Regions from separate parts of the Zea mays genome. Here region 1 is linked to region 2. Evidence: chromatin contacts called from public Hi-C data. All regions are on one chromosome and are shown on one strand. Each heading gives the region's core, a stretch centred on a gene start, on an enhancer-like site or on the middle of the called end of the contact. The rest is flanking DNA. Distances are from core to core; before and after follow the strand shown. Region 1 holds the start of LOC100382597. Region 2 holds the start of LOC100501833 (Protein TOC75-3 chloroplastic).

Region 1 (3,594 bases), core at 426-2,925, 140 kb after region 2:
CTGGTCGGACGGTCCGGCGAAATACGCCGGACGGTCCGCGGTATACCTGGACTGTCTGAGATGATGTTCGGACGGTCCGGCCGTGTCCAGTACTTGCCGCGTGCCTAGTGGTTGTGGCTGTGATGGTGGCACGAAAGCGTGCATCGGCATACCATATGATGGCTGGGTCAAGGGTGACCCATTTATAGCCGATGTGTTTGACGCGGGTGGCACTGTATTAGACTCTCGCGATGGAAAGTTAGGAGCAACTGATTTCTCGTATGCACGTAAATGCATTTTAATAGATTCATCTACATATTGCTTTAACTGATCTCCTTGTTGATCCATGAAAGTCGTAAGAGATAGATCTGGAGTACTTACAGTGGGACCATGAAGTGGAGGTAGGAGAGATTCCATATCGATCTCCCCTTGACGGATGATCTTCTGGTGGCGATCTACCGTGAAGTGTGACAAGTACTTGTCCGCCGCCTCCTTGCGTCGTTCGGAGAGTTTATGCAGCAGTTCCGCCTCTTCCTTGTCGCGTTGTTCGTTCCATTGCCGCATCACCTCCTTCTCATCGCGCATTACGAGGTCTTCAAAGGGCATTTGGTCATCAGCCGGGAGCGCCTCCATGGCCGGCTTGATGATGTTGGTGGTGGAGATCTTGGTGTGATCCTTAGAACCGGCCATCTATGGGCCGATTTTTAGCAGGTCTAGACACCTAATCCCCAGCGGAGTCGCCAAAAGTATGTTGACACCTTTTTGGAGGCGCCAATTACTCAAGAGAACTAGCGGCAGTGCTCTCTGGTCAGGCGCGGACGGTCCGCGGCACAGGGCCGGACGGTCCGCGACCTGGCGCGAGGCGGCGGTGCTCTCTGGTCAGGCGCGGACGGTCCGCGGCACAGGGCCGGACGGTCCGCGACCTGGTGCAGGAGCCCGGGTTCCCTGCCTGACGTCCGGACGGTCCGCGCCCTGAGGCCGGACGGTCCGCGCGTGCGCAGGGGCTGCGGAAGATCGCCGGCGGCGCCTGGATCTCGCTCCCGGGAGGGACCCCGTCGGGGAGGAGAGATCCTAGGAGTTGTCTAGGCTCGGGCCGGCCGACCTAGACTCCTCTAATCGACGTAGAGTCGATGAGAGACAGAGAATTTGGGGATTGGAATACTAAACTAGGGCTAAACTAGAACTAGACTAGAACTACTCCTAATTGTGCTGAAAATAAATGCGAGATAGAAGTTGTATTGGTTCGATTGTTGGGGGTTCAATCGGCCGTAGCCCTTCATCTATATAAAGAGGGAGGTCTGGATCCGTTTCCAACTGTTTCCCGAGTTAATCCCGCGGTTTTAGGTAACAAATCCCGCGAGAAACTAGGAACCCTAACTGACTCTGCGCGCGCGCGGACCGTCCGCGCCACCACCGCGGACAGTCCGGACTGCGGACCGTCCGGCCTCGAGACCGGACCGTCCGCACGGCTCTTTTTAGAGCTCAACAAGTGGTATGCTGTGCTAAATATGCTTTCCCTGTTCACATCATAAAAACGACATAATATGATGCGACTCTATATATTGCTCTTGTGCTCAAAACAAATTGATATATATATCATATTCCAACGAGGAGAATCTTATGAAAGACGTTGGAATCTTATAAAAGGAGCGGATAGGGATAACCACATGGCCGGCCCCGCCGCGGGGTGAACACGACGGCCTGACCCGGTTTCCTTCTCTCGCCTTCTCTTTTCTGTAACGCGCAGTATACGGCGCCGTTGTTTCTCCCCACGGCGGCATCTCCTGCGTGGCGCCGCCTTCCGGCGAGAGCTGCGACGGCGGCGCACTAGGCGAGTTACTGGACACGAGAGCGATGGGGGACGGCGCCAGCGGCCGCGGCGGCGGAGGCGGGGCCGGGCGGCGGGTGGGGGAGTACGAGCTGCTGCGACCGATCGGGTCGGGGGCGTACTCGCAGGTGTGGCTGGGGAGGCACCGGGCGCGGGGCACGGAGGTGGCGGTGAAGGAGATCGCCATGGAGCGTCTCAGCAACAAGCTCCGCGAGAGCCTCCTCTCCGAGGTCGACATCCTCCGTCGCATCAGACACGATAACGTCATTGCACTCCACGAATCCATCAAGGTACCCCGCCGCGCCTTGCCGCCCCATTTGATGTCGCTCGTGATCTCCCGTGCTATCGATGTGGATCTGCAAGGTGTTGGTGCTGTTGGGGGGTCTGATTATAGGCTAGGATGTATGAAATTGAGGAGTTTCTCCGGTGAATTCTAGCTTATAATGAGCAGGCATTTTAGGTAGGTGGGGCTCTAAGCAAAGGAAACCCTGTCTAACTTGATGTCCGTTTGGATGGGAACTAGTTTGCAGGAGATAGATTTGAATGTTCGCTAGCCAGTTGTTGCCTTGCTTGAAATAGGAGGTTCAGTCATGAATGATTCCGTGAAATTCTATATGGCCTTTATCCTAGTTAATTTGTTAGATAGATTTTTTCGGGAAGCTAGGATTTTGTGGAACACTAGGAAACAAAAATACCTTTAATGCTGAATCTCGATGTTGTGAGTGCAATACTCGGACGGGGAGGGAAAGACCGCCCTCCCAATATTATATTAAGAAGAGACCGAAACATAGCCTCGGCCGAGAATACCCCCTTACTATGGCCCCATCACTAACGGGCCAATCAATTGCCCACTCTGCAACGGCCCAACCGGATGGTGACGCGCAAGATATCGATCCCCGAGAGCGGGTGGGGCACAACGAGGGGATTTTTTTTAACCAAGCCCGAAATTCGTCTCCGAGGGGGGATCGAACCCGAGAGCTGGAGGTGCTACTCGGAAGCCTTAACCATTACGCTAGGAGGCCCTTCGCTTGTGAGTGCAATCCTGCAATCTACCAGTTTAATAGCAAACTCATAGGGTCAACTTTCTCTCTGGTATTAATGTTGTTATCTTTTTCTTGTTCAGCAAACAAAGTTCTTCTCCATGCACAGGGACTGGAGAACACTCTGTTTCTAATTAGTACTCACTCCGTTTTTTTATATATGACTTTTTCTAGTTCAAAAATGAACTATTGGGCGTCAAATATTTAGAAATGGAGGTAGTAATTACCATAAATAACTATTGTGTATGATTAGGACCATGGGAGCATATATCTCATATTGGAGTATTGTCGAGGTGGTGACTTACATGCATACCTTCAACGTCATAAAAGAGTTTCTGAAAAGGTTGCTAGGCATTTCATCCGTCAGTTAGGCAAGTGACTCATCAATGGTCAGCCCCCTTATCCTCTGCCTTCCCCCTAGCTTTTCTCATAATGTCTCATTTTTCTGGCAGCATCTGGTCTGCAAATGCTTCGCGATAATAACGTGGTTCACCGAGACCTAAAACCTCAGGTTTGCTTACTCACTTTCTAGTTTCTGTTTCCATGATAGTTGAATATTCCATGGTCAAGTGTTCAAGAAATATACAGTGGTTAAATTTATCTAATTTATTGGATTCTGAATTTTCTGATTTTGCAAACAGAACATTCTTCTTGTTGAAAATAATGAAAATTCTCTGTTGAAGATCGCTGACTTTGGATTTGCAAAGTGAGTTCCATTTCTTTCAATTTGTAGATGAAAAATTAGCA
Region 2 (3,940 bases), core at 461-2,960:
GAAATGTCATCAAACATGAAGATAAGTTCAAAAATTTCTACAATCTAGTCTGAGGCACATGAATACAGCCCTAGGTGTGGTAAAATCCTACATACACACTTCCTTATATAGAGAGGTTCTAGAAGGAACAGATGATTCCAAATAAATAGGTACATTACCAAAGTTGGTCGGCCTTCACGCCCAGGTACAATACTCCATTCTGTGCTTACTTCAGCTGACTTGGGTTCCAGTTCCTTAAGCTTAATTTCAACTACTATGCCCCCTTCCTTTGTCTCATCAGGACGTGGATTAACTTCTATGTTGGAAAACAAAGCAAGTGAATTTATATTCTTCAGAGCCTGTTTCCCTGCTCCAATGTTAAAGATGTGGCCAGGTCGAAGCTGTAAAAGATTAGTAGAGTCACAGATTAGAAGTCACAGGCATGCTAGGAGAAAATTCATGTCAGGACAACGACTATTTAGTAAAATAGATGGAGAGCAAGTATTTATGTTGCACGTCAAACAACATCATTGAGAGCACAAGACCAGAAGAATCACATGCAATAGCTAACACCGAGTGCAAGTATGAATGCATGCCTCTCCTGCGCGTTCGAGGAAAAAAATTATGATTGCATGCTACAGGATATTTTAATCATTAATCCACATATCCAAGTGCACAGCTCATAAAGTGTTACCATATGCCAATCAATGTAACATGTTCAGCGAGTGGTTGTAATTGGTATACCTGCTGCGGCAGCTCTCGGTCTATGATCGCAAGCTGGGTATTTCCTTCAACAATATTTCCAAGCTTATCCTGGAACTGGTACTCCACCTTGGTGATGTCACCCTCGACCACCTCACACACAACCTCATTGGTGTTAAGGTTTCCAAAGTTAACCACCTGTGCGCATACGAAACCCTCATTGTGGTACCATTTCTGGACATGATCTCTGATCTTCTGCAGCATCCTGGCACTCACTTTCTCCTGCTTCTTCATCATTCCCAGCACCTCTCCACGTACATTTTCTGGCAAGATGCAGGGATTGGCACCTCGTACACGCTGCTGGTAATCACGTTCCTGCTTACGGAGGTAATCCATTTTCTCCCTCTCTGTCATGTCCTGGTCGAAGTCAACCTGCCCTGACTGTGACATAAGCCCCACATTGATGCACTTGAACTGCTTTGCAGAACTCCACACACTCTCCACAAAGGAGACTGTGAGCCCAATTGTGTTATCTGGCTTGGGCTTCACCTCCAGATCAACCCGCTCAAACATGCCACAGGAGACGAGTGTCTCGAGCTCCTTCAACAGCTGCGACTTGGTGTACACGCCACCAGGCTGCAGTGTCACCATTTCGAAGAAGGAATCCTCTGGCCCCGTATAGGCGCCACCGCTGGCAGCTGCCCGATCAAAGAACTTGAGCTCAGACAGCTTATACCTCTTCAGCCCGCTCAGCTTCGTGAGCGGCACCGTCATGTTGACGGGGAGCCCGTGCGCGTCCCAATCCCCCGATGACTTGTCGTCCGCGTGCGCCGCGCCGGAAGAGATGAGCCGGTACCAGAAGTCTCCACCCCCTCCGCCACCGGCACCACCACCCCCCGCGCCCCATCCACCCCCTCCACCACCGCCGCCGCCGAAGAGACCCCCAGCACCGCCGCCGAACCCCCCAAACGAGCCGAGGAGGAAGGCCGCGCCCGACGAGGCAATGAAGAAGGCAGCGCCGGTCTTAGCGGTCTCGGAGAAGACGGAAAATATCGTGGGGAGCTCGATTCTGGGCTCAGCAGAGACCGGGTCGCTGCCGGGCTGCGCGCCGGCCGAGGCGGCGGCACGTATGGCGGCGGCGGCGGAGCCTCCCCGTGGTGGGCGAGCGGCGGGTTCATACCTGACGGGCGAGATGGATAAGGCTTGCCCCGCGTGGGGCTGCCCCAAGACGCGCGGGGTCGCGGCGGTGGGCACGGAAGAGGACCGCCTCCCGCCGTGGCCGCGGGGCCCCGCTGGCGGGGAACGGAGGGTGATGCCTTGGGAGGTTAGCGCCATTTGCGACCGCGGATACGGTGAGGATAGGTGTCGGCGTCGGCGTGGGGGAGCGAGGGCGGAGGGCGAGGAGGGGCGGAGGAGGTGCGTCTTCCTCGCCTCCTTGGGTCAGGGTTGGCCGGTTGGGTCAGTTTTCGAGTTTTCTATTGAGGGTTTAGCTGCGCTGGGCAGTGGGCGCGGCGGCGTGGCGTGGCTACCTCGCACGGCGGCCCGTCAGGCCGTGATGGCGTGCTACTCGCGACTCGCGAGTTGCGAAAGGAAGCCCTGTTGGGCAGTTGGGGTTTGGACGCTTCACTTTATGAGCATTTTTCTTTTTTCTTTTTTTTTCTTTTCTGGTGCTGTTTTGATGCCTTTATTGAATTAATCGCATGTTTGTTTCAATTTATAAATTATATAATCTAGATTATAATATGTATATAACTATTTGGATGCTCAGATTATATAAATAAAATTATTGGTCTTTGAACACAAAGACAAAAGCAACAATACCTCATGTGCGTGTGATTTGGGGGGAAAATGAAAATTGACAGACATTGTAATTTTATAAACATAATCATGAATGGTAAATCTTTTCTAAAAATAATCTTAAATAAGCTACTCTTAAACAGATTATGAGTCATAAGTAATTTAGGTGTTTATTTATTCGTTGAATTATTTACGTTAAACTATATAATTTAAATAGATTATAATTCGAAACAAGCATGACCTAACTACCAAACACAGTGTGAGCATCCAGGTGGGCATGCGTGAGGTGCACTGTGCACAGTACAGAAATGATGGCTTCATGCATCTTTTATTTCAAATTTCACATAGTCTACAGTATAAAGTGCACAACACAGAAAAGAACTAGCTTCAGAGTCTTTTAGATCAAACACCCTGGCCACAACAAAATCCAACTATTCCATCGGCATGTGCCAGTGTTGGATGGGTAGGGCTACGCTCAGGGCTAGTTTAGAAGTTATAAAATCGAGGGGATTAGATGGGAACATAATTTTAGTCCCTTCAAATTTCTCTGGTTTTGTCGCGTTTAAACTAACCCTCATGTTTAGAAATTATGAAGAAAATCTTTCGCAACGTATGTGTATGCACAGGGAAACGTATAGGCTAGCGTTACGCCGTATCATGAGAAGAAATTGAACCATTCCGTGCTACATTGTTCACTCTTCAGTCTTCAGTAAGTATAGAAAACAGCTAGCAAATACTAGTAGCGTATATACGCGAAAAGCAACGGAGACAACAAAGATAGAGGACACGCATATCTCTTGTCCATCGAGCCGACATCGACGACACTCTGTCCTACCGGGTAACAGCTTACTCATTTTTATATTTTATTTTATATTATATTTTACTCTGTTTATAATGCAATATACACGATTATATGCATAATCTACTACTGGCCATGGCCTAATATACTATTATCCAAGTTCTATGGAGCGAGTGTGTGCGTCTAGTATATCTATTCTGGCAACGAAAAAGGCGGATAAAAGTATCGGCGAACAATTAACATTAGCAAGTTTGAAAACTACATTTTCCCATGTCATTTCTATTTTCTCAAGTAAAAATAAACTATTTTTTTGGAAAAATAGAAATCCCTTATAAAAATGTGGTTCTCAAACTAACCCTAACATAATCAACTTTGCCCTGCAATTTCAGATTTTTTTTGACCGTGTCGTCTTCTGTACTGTTAGTTTGATGAACAACTTCCTTCGTCTCAAAATAAATAATACTTTTTAGATATTATATTAATTATCTGTCTTAATTTTTTTTACAAATAATAAAATAAATAGATTATTATCAAACTGTCTCTAATAAATATAAATAATATCATATAACATTTAAAAACCACACAAATAGTCAAACAACTAAAAGTCAAAAAATAGGCGTATTTTGAGACGGAGGGGGTAATAACGCTTACTCCACATATCAG

Evidence for each region. Hi-C and Micro-C count contacts between places; a contact is called where the count stands out from the background.
Region 1: a contact with region 2 is called in a Hi-C map of ear, with 2.7 times the contacts expected there. The contact joins the promoter of LOC100382597 here to the promoter of LOC100501833 in region 2. A contact is called at or near these places in 3 of 25 Hi-C or Micro-C datasets (ear, endosperm and tassel).

Annotation. Positions count from the first base shown.
Region 1 is chr9:146,232,351-146,235,944 of Zm-B73-REFERENCE-NAM-5.0, forward strand. LOC100382597 reads left to right here and starts at 1,676. Exons shown (of 13, transcript NM_001361669.2): 1 at 1,676-2,097; 2 at 3,101-3,218; 3 at 3,300-3,358; 4 at 3,489-3,553. The coding sequence starts at 1,834.
Region 2 is chr9:146,091,548-146,095,487 of Zm-B73-REFERENCE-NAM-5.0, forward strand. It overlaps LOC100501833 (Protein TOC75-3 chloroplastic), which reads right to left and starts at 1,711. Exons shown (of 7, transcript NM_001196484.1): 1 at 724-1,711; 2 at 159-380. The coding sequence starts at 1,455.